Regions from separate parts of the Zea mays genome. Here region 1 is linked to region 2. Evidence: chromatin contacts called from public Hi-C data. All regions are on one chromosome and are shown on one strand. Each heading gives the region's core, a stretch centred on a gene start, on an enhancer-like site or on the middle of the called end of the contact. The rest is flanking DNA. Distances are from core to core; before and after follow the strand shown. Region 1 holds the start of LOC100281193. Region 2 holds the start of LOC732744 (sialyltransferase like protein).

Region 1 (6,725 bases), core at 1,220-3,719, 540 kb before region 2:
CCATGTCATTGCCAAGTGCCAACGCCATTCCGTTGTCTCTACTACTACATGCAGCATCTCTTAAAAAAAAAACTACAGGCAGCATCACATTCACACCGCGAGGTCAGAATCGGACACACGCATAAACGAACATGCAGATGCACATGCTTGCCCCCATTTTTATTGAGAGCATTGAAGGTTGATACTGTAAATTATATTACTGAAATGACGAATCTGTATCACTGAGTGTGGTGATTCTCTTTCTCTACATGTCCAAGCACAGCACAGCACAGCTCAGCACACTTAGGTTCGTTGCTGCTCAACTACTCGTCAGTGGAATGGAGGAGACATCCATGTGGGCATGCGAGTTCAGATCAGAGCTTGCTCCTCGTCCCTGCCCCATCCTGCTGCTCGGAGCTGGAGATGCTGCCCATGGCCCTGGCCTGCTCCCGGAGCGCGAACTTCTGCACCTTCCCCGTGGCTGTCTTGGGCAGCTCGGCCACGAACACCACCGTCCGGGGCGCCATGTACCGCGGCAGGCGCGCCTGGCAGAACGCCACCACCTCCTCGGCGCGCACGCTGCCGGCCGCGCCCTCCCTGAGCGTCACGAATGCGCACGGCGTCTCGCCCCAGTACTCGTCGGGCCGCCCCACCACTGCGGCCTCCGCCACGGCCGGGTGCGCGAACAGCGCCGCCTCCACCTCGATGGTGCTGATGTTCTCCCCGCCGGAGATGATGATGTCCTTGGACCGGTCCAGGATCCGCACGTAGCCGTCGCCGGCGTGCCGCACCGCCAGGTCGCCCGACCGCAGCCACCCGCCGGCCATGGCCTCCGCCGTCGCGGCCGCGTCCTTGTAGTACCCGCCCATCACCGTGTTCCCGCGGAACATCACCTCGCCCATGGTGCGCCCGTCCGCGGGCACGCTGGCCATCGTGGCCGGGTCCTTCACGTCCACCTCCAGCCCCAGGTGGTGGAGCCCCTGCCGGGCCTTGATGGCCGCGCGCTCCGCCGCCGGCAGCGCGTCCCACTCGGGCCGCCACGTGCACACCGTCGCTGGCCCGTACGTCTCCGTCAGCCCGTACGAGTGGATCACCAGGAACCCGAGCTCCTCCATCCGGAACAGCACCTGCGGCGCCGGCGGCGCGCCGCCCGTCATCACAGTCACCGGCCTCTTCCTCCCCGCGCCCAGCGGCGCCCTCTCCTCCGCCGTGGCGTTCACCACCATGCTCAGCACCGTCGGCGCGCCGCCCATGTGCGTCACCCCGTGCGCCGCCACGGCCGCGAAGATGGCGCCCGAGTTCACCTTGCGCAGGCACACGTTGGTGCCGCCCTGCGCCGCCACGCCCCACACCAGGCACCACCCGTTGCAGTGGAACATGGGCACCGTCCACAGGTACACCGGCAGCGCCGTCATGTCGTTGAGGAGCACCGACGACAGCGAGTTCAGGTACGCGCCGCGGTGGGTGTACACCACGCCCTTGGGCCGCGACGTCGTCCCCGACGTGTAGTTCAGCGCGATCGGCTCGTTCTCGTCGTCCGGCCACCGGATCAAGAACTCTGGATCGCCGCCTCTGCTGCTGCTGAGGAGGAGGGCCTCGTACTCGTAGCACCGATCGACGCCTGGGATCTTGTCGTTTCCTGTCGCCGCTGACGGCGGCTCGTCGAGCGCCTCGTTGATTAGTACCACGGCGGGCACCCTGCTCGCTCCGCCGGCCTGCTGGGAGATGAGGCGGAGCGCCTCCCGGGCGACGCCCAGTAGCGCGGCGTCCACGAACACGACCTTGGCCTCCGAGTGCTGCAGCAGCACGGACGCCATGCCGGCGTCGAGCCGCGAGTTGAGCGCGCAGATCACGGCGCCCGCCATGGGAATGCCGAAGTGGAGCTCGCAGAAGGCCGGGATGTTCTGCGCGAACACCGCAACCTGCACGGGGGCAGCAACGGCTGCGGTTAGGACCGGCCGGCCAGTTCGATTCGATTCGGTACTAGAAGCAGCAGCAAATTCAGCCCGTCCACTGCCGATGAGAACAACACTATCTACCTACTCGGGCAAATCGAGAGAGACAGACAGGGGATGGAGAACAGCAAGAGCAGTAAAAGTGAATGCTTGGACGGCGGCAGGTAGATAACGCCCGAATCTACCGCTCCGTACTTATCGCACGGAAGAGGAGGCAAGGCAACGGCTGGACAGAGACTTACCACGTCACGGCGCGCGACGCCGAGCCCCGCGAGCGCCGCGGCGAGGCGGAGGCAGCGGTCCCGGGTCTGCCGCCAGGTGCGCGGCGGCGGCGCGGCGGCGTGTCCGGCGGCGACGACGGCGGGGCGGTCGGGGTAGACGAGCGCGGTGCGCTCGAGGAAGCTGATGGGCGTGAGCGGCGCGTGGTTGGCCGCGCACAGCACGGTGCCTTCCATCGCTCAGAGTTGGGCGGCGCGCCGGCGCGGAACAGAGGGGAACGAACGGCCACACTGGAGTGGAGGAGGCAGTCTGGAACGGAATGGCAGCGGAAGTGGGAATATAATAACAACAAAATCCAGCGACAGCAGCAGCGCGAGACGACGACGCGTAATCGACGAGTTGACGCGCTTGGTGGCTTGATGCCGATGCCGATGCTGACGGTGACGGACGGAGTGGAGGAAGAAGCAAGCTGCTCTAGTGCTCTCTGTCTCTAATGTTGTGATAACACGCGCACTGTGTCTGCCTACGTCATGGTCGATTCACACGTATTTTCGTGACGTGGAGCCACCAGAAGCCACTAAGCTGCAAAATGAGCGCGTGCGTCTTTTGCTATCATGCACGCACACGGCAAACTGCCGTGTTTCGTCTCGCTTTTCCGTCGTAATGATGATGGCATACTTTGTTCTTATCCCGTTTTGTTTGAAGTCTCTTTTTAGGCCATGTTTATTTGAGAGGCAGCTTTTGAAGTTTTTTCTTAAAAAACTATGGCTAGATTTCTGATCATTAGAAGCCAATGATACAAGCACACAGAACCATTTCTTTCAATTTTCCATATAAACTTAGTTTTTATAAGTTTTTAACTTTTTTTAGTAGTTGACTAGAAGCTCAACTAAACAGGATTAATGTTGTCTCTAATATATCGTACATATGGGCATATGGCTATATCAAACACAACTTCGACTGAAGATAGTAGCGGACCTACTATTTAGGCACCACATACCTACCTGGAAGTGCACCTCAAGTCTAAATATGCACGTCTTTTTATATAAAATTAGATATAGTTATTAGTACTTGATAATTTCGTCTAAGCTGTCTTTAGTTTTTGGACCCACCACTAACTGAAGATAGCATGTTTATAGAGTGAAGCTTGAAATATAAATAAAATGAGATATAAGATTGTAAAGAAAAGCAACCGGAGATAAATCTTAGTATTCATCAACAACGTGTGCTTTTGATGACACAGAACAAGCATACGAGACCTATAATACCGTGACATAGTGTTAGGAATTTATATTTTCTTGTGTTTATTTTAATCCCGAAATATGATAGCAGATTTATAACGATATGCACGAACAAGTGTGAAACACCACTAGTCGCAACAATAACATATGCATATATAAAAAATATGCTAATTATAACAAAAAATATATTAAAGTTAACAAATTTAGAGAAAAAAAATTACGTTGTAGAGAGACCAATGCTCAAAAACACTCGTGGCTTCGTTCATACAAGTCAACATCATGTGTTGCTTAAAGTAACATATCACAATTGGTACGAACAGGGGCAGAGGACCCGATATAACACAACCTACGCGGCCCGACCCCTATGGTCTCTGTCTCTCCATGACAAATGGCAACCACGTCGTGAGTTTGCCATACCTTGTTTTTTCTTGCGCTCCGCCACTGGGTACGAGTAGTTATTCACAATTGCGTGCCTCGAACATACACCAAGTGAAAGATGGGACAAGACCAATAAGCAGTCATGATGATGCTCCTGAAAACTTGATCACACACATCTAAAAAGGTCTTCTAAGGCATGCTATTCCAACACTCTATGTGTGCAGAGGATGAGGACGAGACACAACTCGACAAAGAAGATGAGTGATTCTAATGCGTTCGCATTCACGCCAAAAGTTCTGGGTAAGGAAAGAGATGTAATAACAAAAGTTCGAAGATGGATCTATTGTTGTAACATACACCCATTATTTTGTACATTAAAGGTTCATTACACTCCACACCACACCACAATTTGGTGTTGGCAATAGTTTGTAATCTCAATTTATCAATAGTTGCACATAAAATTTATATATATAAGTCGAGTCAACAAATAATCTCTACTACCTATTAAGACAGTAAAGGTAGTCTGCCTCCCCTCGTTCTGCCGTTCTGCCGTTCTGCCATCCATCGATCTGGACCGTCCGTGTCCTATCGTGCGTCTGCGTCTCCCACGCTCCATCCCCCTCCACCGCACGACCGCACCCAAACCCTAACCTTCCCCCACACGACCGCGCCGCCATGGCCTCCCATCGCCTCCACCTCCGCCGCAGGGCGCACCCTCCCTGCCACACCCGGTTTTAGAAGGCAAACCGAATGCGAACCATGTACGTGCCAGGATCAGTTATTCACGTACACAGCAGTTACATAATATGGACATCATCACACAGTGCTCAAAATAGTATTAATAAGGGAAATAGTCGATTACATCATACGTCTGAGACGTCCATATAGTTCTTACAATAAATCAAAGTGCGGAAAAGAAACGTAGATAACGCGGCCTTCACAGGCAGCCGACTGGGGGGTTGCCGCTAACCCACGCCTAGAACTCGTCGTAGTCTTGGAACTCCTGGAAGTCTCCTTCCACAGCTTCATCTTCGCCTGAGCAGTGGTTGCAATGCTGACAACCTGGGGGGGGGGGGGGTTTGGTGTGTAGAGCAAGGGTGAGTACACATCAACATACTCAGCAAGTATCCTGTTTGGCTGTAGTGGACTAGCTTTATGTGGGGATAAGTCAAGCAGTTGCTTTTAGTTGGTCAGGTTATTACTTACTAGTAGAAAGCCAGGTTTTAACATTAACCCAAGTTATTAGCCCAATGTATCCTTTCCAAACGGAAAGAATACCACTTACCAATACCATAATCGTAATCAGAACCATCAATCTCATTGTCACCTGTACCAAAGTATCTCTGATCAAGTATCACTAATCTCTGGAGCTCCCTTGGCCGCTCATAACCGCGAGCACGGCTGATATATCAGTTTCATAACACTCTGCAGAGGTTGTGCACTTTACCCACAAGCCGTGATTCCCTCTCTGGCCCGGGCTTGCAAGACCCTTATTCACTCCCGAGGTGAATGGCCAAGGATTCACTACGAAGCCTTTACAAAGATTCCCCGGGGCTGTAGCCACCCGTTAGGTTTCCTAAATGTACCGCACTCCTCCCCAAGGGACAAATCAACCTTGGCAGAGCGAGCCGCATACACCGAGCCCCATTGACGGCACGACGGCTAAGTGAACTACACCCCGGATCCTCTAATTATTCAGCTAAGGGCACCCCATTCCACCCTCATGGTTGCACTGTTTTCCCGGGCGGTCATCCATTGAACAGGTCCTTACGGAGAGGCACTCGAGAAACCGCTCGAGTCCCCTTAAATGCCACAAGTATAATCATAAATAAGAACGGGAAAACAGCGTATCATAGATAACCACATCATGTTCATTGATTAAAGTTGAGCAATAGCATCAAACTAAGCAGTAATAATCCGACCCAAATAGGTAAACAAGGACATGGATAACAAAAAGCTAGTCAATCCTTAGGTATAAATGTGTGATGCGGGAGGTGAATTAAAGAATGATTAGGACAGAGATAGGTCAAAGGACACTTGCCTCCACCAAACGACTGCTGCTCAGGGGCTTCTCCTGCGAATTCCTCGGGCTCTTCGACCGGATCGTTCTCTATGCGATTGCAAACATACATACATCCATCCACATTTAATACAAAAGAACAGTACACCATACAAGGGAACAAATAAAGTGAGTATGCATCAAGTATGACATTCGATATCGCATTTGTTATGGTTAGAAAGAAACGGGAAAGGGTCTCGCAGGGGGTTAAATCTTATGCACTAACGATCAATTACAATTGGTTCTTAACAAAAGAATTCTGTTACATATACACTAATGGAAACCTAACCATTTTAAGTTGATCAGCATTGCACGAGATAAACAATTAACTACATGAATCAACTAGCATAACGGAATTTTAAATTAAACTTCCTATTTCAATGGCATATGAACAACGATTAGCCTACTTAAAATAAAATAGCTATGATCACAGAAAGTAAATAAAATAAAATAAAAAAAATAAAAAAAAACAGAGGGGGGGGGGGGGGTTGAACCGGCCCTAGGGGCGGTTGAACCGGGCGCGGGCGCGGACGGCGAGCCAGGCGGCCTGGGCGGCTGAGCCGGCCCGGTTGAACCGGCGGCCAGGCGAGCGCGCGGGGGGGTCGGGCTGGCCAGGCGGCCGAGCACGCAGGGGCGGGGGCGCGGCCGGGCGGGCGGCCAGGGCGCGGCCAGGCGGCGCGCCGGCCAGGGCGGCCAGGCGGCCAAGGGGCCGGGCGGGCGGACGGCCGGGCGGCCAGGGGGCGCGCCGGCTGGGGGCACGGCTGGGGGGGCGGGCCGAGCCGGCCATGGCGGCGGCCATGGCGCCGAGCGGCGAGGGGAAAGGGGAGGGGGGATGGGGGAGGGAGGAGAGAGGGAGGAGGGGGGGGGGGGGCTCACCGGCGTTGGGGGGCGACG
Region 2 (7,174 bases), core at 136-2,635:
GCGTTTCTGCCTACCCGATGTATTTTTTTTTCTTCTTAAATGAAACGACACGCGGTTCTCCTGCGTGGTTCGGAAAACAAATTCAGATGGGACGGTTCAAAAGTGACAAGAGTATGACTTTGTCAACATTGCCAATGCTGCATCATATGACTTTTGAAAGCAGCGTTATATGGTGTTGGATTTATTGGGTTCATTAATCACATAGGCTTATGAACACAAAGTATGCTCACGTGCTCCCATGAGGCCACAGCTTCACACAGATTGAACTCAAACGACAGACTTTCAGCCTTATGGGTGATTGGATCTCTCTGCAAAAAAAAAGGCCCATAAGAGCTACAAAAATGATCATAGACATGAGGCAGGCAAGCCTAGTTATGAGAGAAGGTCGACAGAGTAAATACTATAATTTGCTGGCTGAACATGCAGCAGGGTTTCAAAAGCATAAGATGCTAGGTAAGCACAGAACCAAATGTACTTTGCGATCTGTTTCTTAGTAAGGCTAAAATGGGAAAAGTCCTACCTGTATCAAGTAAAAGCTTTGCCTGTAATAACACGGCGAGAAATCACTTACCCACTTAGAAACTGTGTCACTTGGGTATTGTATCACAACACGACAGTAGTCCTCCCCGGTCACGGCTTTCAGTCCTAGCCCATTTGCATCCTGCAGTTACTTTTAAGCAAGTGAGGTTTGTCTGTCTGAACCAAGACAGCAAAGAAGATCCTGAAGCTGCTGACACTGCAAATCTATGCAGCCACTGTCATCCAATTCAACTACAGATACGCTACAATCCATGAAATCTTATTTCACGCCAGAACAAAGACCTCACTGTCACAGTGCTACCTCCTACACTAAACAGTGAACCTCGGACTCGGAACAATTGGCGCACGGAACCAAGAATCTCGAGGCAACCACGTTCCCAATCCGCCACAGCTCGTGGTTGTGACGAAGTAGTGCCCCCATACCCAGAGGCGAAAACGACAATGCGGCACGAGATGAGCAGGAACACCAGTAAGGCAAATCGAACCGTAATCAGCCCAGAGGGAGGCATACGAGCAAGACCATACCACGCACTTGCTGAAGCCACCCCGCAGCGCGGCGAGCGCCGCCAGGTCCGCCTCCGAGAGCCGAGAGCCGCTATCTGCACGCACGCACCCACCCACCCACCCGTTCAGCTGTCAGGGATCTCCTGCGCGACACGCGAACTGGAACACGAGAGGGAAAGAGAGAGGAGCGGGACGGGGGCATTACGTGAGGAGGAGACGCCGGAGAGGTAGAAGAGGATGGCGGTGAGCCCCGAGAAGATGGCCGCTGCGAGCGCGAGCGGGAGCACCCGCAGCGCCGGAGCAGCCCTAGGTGGCATCCTTGCGCGGTGTGCCGCCTCTTGCCGGAGCAGGACGGAGAGTGGGGAGGAGCATCTTTCCCAGTTGCACGTTAAGTCTTTGTGGGCCTCTTCTGGCTTTACTTGCGTGGGCCGTACACGGTGGGCTCAACTTAGCCACTCTGCAAACAGCCCAGTTTCTTTAACGGGCCTAGTAATAATCAGCTCCATTCATTATCTCCTGCTCTGCGTCGATTTATGCTGTATTTGAAATCTATAGAGCTAATAGTTAACCTACTAATAAATTATTAACTAGATTTAATAAACTAATAAATTAATTATTAGCCATTAGCTAACTATTAGCTCCAAACAGGGCCTTAATACGTTCAGGTCACAAGCCCATCTATTCCATCGTCTAAAATGTCTAAAATGTAAACGTTGCGCTCTATATAGACTTTTGTTTAAATAAGAAAATTGTTCAGACGTACTCTAAACCTTTACAATAATTTGTGCTCTATTTGAACTGATCATTATGCTCGATTTCAATGTGTCTACCATGTAACTTGTAAAAATAGCAACCACAATTTAATCCCCACACCATCTCTCGTGAGGTGGCTAGGGTAATACCAAACCCTAGCCACTGTCACCGTCCCTTCCTATCTCTCTTCATCTTGCCTCCACCAAAGTGAGTGTTAGGAAATGTGAGCCCAAACGGCCCATGCCGGCCCAGGTGTCTTAAGGGAAACAATACAAAGAAGGAGGGAGGTGACGAGAAAGGCATCGAGGAATCATTTTGAAAACCTAAACTCTCTATCTTTGTATCTTCTTCCTCCCTTCTCTCATGTACCCGGATTCTCTTCCATTCTATTCACTTGCTGCTATTGGTTTGAGTTTGAGAGATTAGTGTTGCTAACAATTGGTATCAAAGGGTACGATTCTCGACTTCAATCTGCCTAACGTCATGACTCTCGACTTCAAACTCATCCTCGACGAGTTCAACCGAAGGTTCGATGAGATGGATGCTCGACTCGACCTGCGCTTCGCCAGGCTGCAGCAGCTGCAAGCTAAGGAGGTGGACGAGTCGTACCGTGACGCGGTGAGCCCACTACCTCCTCTACCCATAGTCTATGAGCCCTAACGCGAGGCAAGCCATCTGCCTCCCGTCCACGACAACGTTGCGGGGGTGGTGTCCACGGGCTCGGATGACGACCTCGACCTGCAGCAGATCGCCAAGGAGTCGTCCGTGTCCTCGTCGCCGCGTCACAGCTCGAGAGACGTCGTCCGAGCTACCTCAAGCATGGATGTACCCGACGACACGCACACCAAGTGTTCAATGATGGTCCTCAACCACGGTGCCTACTACGTTCCCAACACTCGTCTCTGCCTAATGCGGAGGTCCAGCGCAGCACCATATTCCACTTCATGCCTAAGGATTAATTGGTTGGAATCTATTGTTAATACCGTCGTCGCGTGCTGGGAAGATGTCACATCCGGTTTTTGGAAGGCAAACGAATGCAAACCATGTATGTGCCAAGATTAGAAACTCACGTACACAACGATTACATAATTGGACATCATCACACAATGCTCGAAATAAATAGCGGAAAGGTACTTGATTACATCAAGATGTCCAAGACATCCACAGAGTCTATTACACATTGTCTTTAACATAACTATCAAAGTGCAGAAATACGGAACGTAGAAGCTAAGCCTACACAGGCAGCTGACTGGGGGTTTGCCACTAAGAAGGAACCAGAACTCGTCATAGTCCTGAAACTCCTTGAAGTCTTCCATGTTGCCAGCATCACCTCCTGAGCATTGAGTACAGTGGGGACAACCTGGGGTGGGGGTGGTGTGTAAAGCAAGGGTGAGTACACATCAACGTACTCAGCAAATGTCTCGTTTGGCTAAAGTGGACTAGCTATATATGGAGTTGAGGTTAAGCCGTTGCTTTTAGTTGGTCAAATATTTATTATTGTTAGTAGATCCAAGTTTTAGTAATAAACCCAGTTATTTCCCAGAAGTACCTCCTCAAAAGAGGAAATACTAGAGATCAGATTTTATAACATCATTATTAACCATCATCATAAAAGTATCCAAAGTTCTTCTAATCAAAGAGGATCCCAAGGCTGCTCTTAACCGTGAGCTTGACTGATATACCAGTTTCTAACACTCTGCAGAGGTTGCACACTTTACCCACAAGTTGTGATCCCTTTATGCCTCGGGTCGATCAAACCCTTAAACACTACCAAGGTGAGTCGGCAAGGTTTCACTACGTAGCCTTTACAAAGACTCCCCTGGTGCATAGCTGCTCGTTAGGTTTCGCCAGTCGTACAAACGCAGTACACCTCCCCAAGGTGGGTGACTAACAAAACTAAATCGAATGAACCTCTGCACCCCAACCTTGGCAGAGCGAGCACTATGCCCCCAGGTTCATCTAATTAATCAGCTAAGGGCGTCCCATTTCACCCTCATGGTTGTACTGTTATCCCGGGTGGTCACTCCACGAACAGGTCCTTACAGAGAGGTACTCGGGAAAAAGGCCTGAGCCCCATAGATTATCATAAGCTCATCAACATAATCAGGATAACAGTATCGTATCATAAATGTTCACATCATGTTCATTGGTTAAAGTTAAGGCAATAGCAAAATGCTAACCATGATAACCCAAAAGGTAAACAAGGATAAGTAAATACAGACCAGTCAATCCTTAGGTTTCATAAAGTAATGTGAGATAGTGAATCATAAAGTATGTAGGACATAATAGGTCAGAGGACATTTGCCTTCACCAGGTTGTTGCTCAGGGAGGTCTCCAACAACACACTCAGGAACCTCGGACTGCTCGTTGTCTAAATAAAGCGAGCATGCATTCAATACATTTGGAAAGTACAAATGAACAACACACCAAACATGTACAAACATAGGAATACATCTCAAAAGGCACAATACTACATAAGGGATAATGGGTTCAAAGCATAACATAAACTATAACATAAACCAACTTCATTTGGAAATAGATTATTACTTCTCTAAGTGTTACTCACAAATACATAGCATAGTTCAATTTATTTTATTGTGACCTAAAAATTAGAACAAAGATGAATTCATGTAATACACATTATTAATCTTACAAGATTAAACATGCTTTAATCTCTAGGGTTTTCTCTTTTATTTTATTAAATAAACAAATCTAAACATATTCTAGTTCATAGTTAACTATAAAATTAGAAAACACAGAATGTAAATGGAACTAATTTATTTAAACAGAGAATAATTCTATGAACATTTTGCAATTTGAATCACTAAATTTGGAGTTCATATGTAAAAGATATGAAATAAACAAGTTTAGGAGTTGAAAATACAAAATTAAGCCCTATTCTGTAATTATTTAGGCCTTGTTTGGTTAATCCCGTTACTCATGGATTGAATGGGATTGGAAAAAATTAAGAAGAAGTTTGACTTGCTTGGAATTTAAACCCACCCAATCCCACTTAATCCACATGGATTGAGAGCTAACCGAACAAGCCCTTAAAAGGATAGGGTCTGTTTGTAATAACTCAGAGACCTACGCGTAAAGTCTAAGGACGGCGGGTCTTAAGCAAAACAACCACAGCGAAAGGGTATCCTGGCTTCTTGGCCATCCGATCGGGAACGGACGCTCGAGATTAGAAGCGGGCGCGCGGGATCGGACGCGAGGGCTGACCAGCGGGTCCCACGCGTCAGCGGCTAGGGTATCCCCGGTGCGGGATGCGAGCACGGGCGCTCCCTGGCGGGCGGGGGCCACGGGTCGGTGACTCGAACCAACAGGGGGGAAACGGTGGGAGCCTGACAAACAGGGCCGCGGGGAGGTCGGGCCCGCTAGTCAGCGGTGGAGGGCACGCGCGGGCGTGATATCACGAGCGCGTGCTGACAGACGGGGCCCTCCAGGCACTGACCAAGAGTGGGGAAAGAAAAGGGGAGGCTGACGGGCGGGTCCTCCTTGTTAGGACCGCCATCTACCTTGGCAGTGCGCACGGCGCGAGCGCCATGGCCGGAGACGGCGACTCCGTGCGGGCGAACAGGGCACAGGGCGGCTGCGGTTAGCCGGGCGGACTCGGTTCGACGGCGCGGGACCGGAACCGACGATCACCGGTGACTAATTGATGGAACAGAGGAAATGGGAGAGAGAAGAGAAAGTCCGGCGGGGAAATTCACCTCGGGTGGAGCAGGGATGAGGACGAGGCTGGGCACAACGGTGGCGGAGCACGATCGCGGACGGCGGTCGAGCTATACCGACGACGAATTCGGGTGCAGGGGGCCTGGCGACGGGGAAGCTCCGACGGGCTTGAAGAACCGGCGCGCGCAGCTCGGGTGAGTGGGCAGAGGTGAAATGAGCGAGGCAGGGGGAAGTGGGGTGCGCGGGGACTTGTAGAGGGGGTGAGGTTGCCGGTTTGGAGCTGAGTGGCGACGTGGGCGCGGCGATCTCGGCGTGCGTGCACGGTCCGCGCAGGCGAGCGGTTGAAGGAGGATGGGGAGGGACTGGCGAGCGGGGCCCGCGGGACAGTGGCACAGACGCGCGAGCGCATAATAGGCCAAAGCGCCGACAGGGCGACCCCACCGAACAGCGAGAGGGAGAAAGGGAAGAGGGGCGCAAGTCGGCGCCGACAGGCGGGGCCCACCTGTCAGAGATCGAAGGCGTGCGGGCGAAGCTGGGCTTAGTGGGCCGACTGGGCTGCTTTCTCTTTTTCTTTTTCTCTGAATTTTCTAATTCCTTTTCTATTTCTTTTCTCTAGGGTTTTCAAATCCAAATTCAAACTAGGTTTTAAATTCAAATAAATTCAAAGTTGTGCAACACTTCAAAGAATATTTTAAGCTCAGCATGATGCAACATTTCATGACTCATAATGTTTTGGCAAAAATAAATAATTAAATCCCCCTAACTTTATGCTATTTCTACTCAAAAAGGGAAAAAGGGAGAGATATTCTAGAGAGATAAAACCTAGAGTGAGAGAGAGAAGAGTAACACATGAATTTGGGTGATAATTAGAAAGAAATTTTATACCCCCAAATTCAGGGTGTTACAGACCATCCCCCTTAAAAGAATCTCGCCCTCGAGATTCAGGGCTGGCTAGAAAAGAGCTCAGGGTACTTGGCTTTCAAATCATCTTCTCTTTCCCAGGTTGCTTCTTCTTCTGAGTGGTGACCCCATTTGACTTTGCACATCCTGATGGTACTTCTCCACGTGACCCGATCTGTTGTCTCCAGAATTTGAGTTGGCTTCTCAATATATGTCAGATCTTCTTGAACTTCAAGATCCTCTACTAGCAACTGCTCTTCTGGCACTCTCAAGCATTTCTTCAACTGAGATACATGGAACACATCATGCACAACTGACAGATTATCTGGTAAACTGAGTTGATAAACCACTTCTCCACGTCTTGTTTGAATCTGAAACGACCCAATATATCGAGGTGCTAGCTTGCCTTTGACTCCAAACCTTTTGGTTCCTCTGATGGGTGACACCTTCAAATAGACGTAGTCTCCCACTTCAAAATTGAGTTCCCTTCTTCTGGTGTCAGCATAGCTTCGCTGTCTGGACTGCGCTGCCTTCAAATTCTCTCAGACCATTCTGATGTTCTCTTCGGCTTCAAGCAAAATATCTGGTCCGAACACCTGTCTTTCATCAGGTTGGTCCCAATACAACGGAGTTCTGCAATTCCTCCCATATAGCGCTTCGAATGGTGACATCTTCAGACTGGCCTGATAGCTATTGTTGTAAGAGAATTCTGCATATGGTAATCTCTTGTCCCAACCTATCTTAGCTTGCAAAGCACAAGCCCTCAACATATCCTCTAGAATCTGATTGGTTCTCTCTA

What was found. Hi-C and Micro-C count contacts between places; a contact is called where the count stands out from the background.
Region 1: a Hi-C map of ear shows a contact between it and region 2, with 1.9 times the contacts expected there. The contact joins the promoter of LOC100281193 here to the promoter of LOC732744 in region 2. A contact is called at or near these places in 4 of 25 Hi-C or Micro-C datasets (ear, leaf and tassel).

Annotation. Positions count from the first base shown.
Region 1 is chr5:72,688,843-72,695,567 of Zm-B73-REFERENCE-NAM-5.0, reverse strand. It overlaps LOC100281193, which reads right to left and starts at 2,469. Exons shown (of 2, transcript NM_001154112.1): 1 at 2,177-2,469; 2 at 172-1,901. The coding sequence starts at 2,389. The coding sequence ends at 354.
Region 2 is chr5:72,151,151-72,158,324 of Zm-B73-REFERENCE-NAM-5.0, reverse strand. LOC732744 (sialyltransferase like protein) reads right to left here and starts at 1,385. Exons shown (of 12, transcript NM_001112373.1): 1 at 1,250-1,385; 2 at 1,066-1,139; 3 at 572-661; 4 at 231-308. The coding sequence starts at 1,361.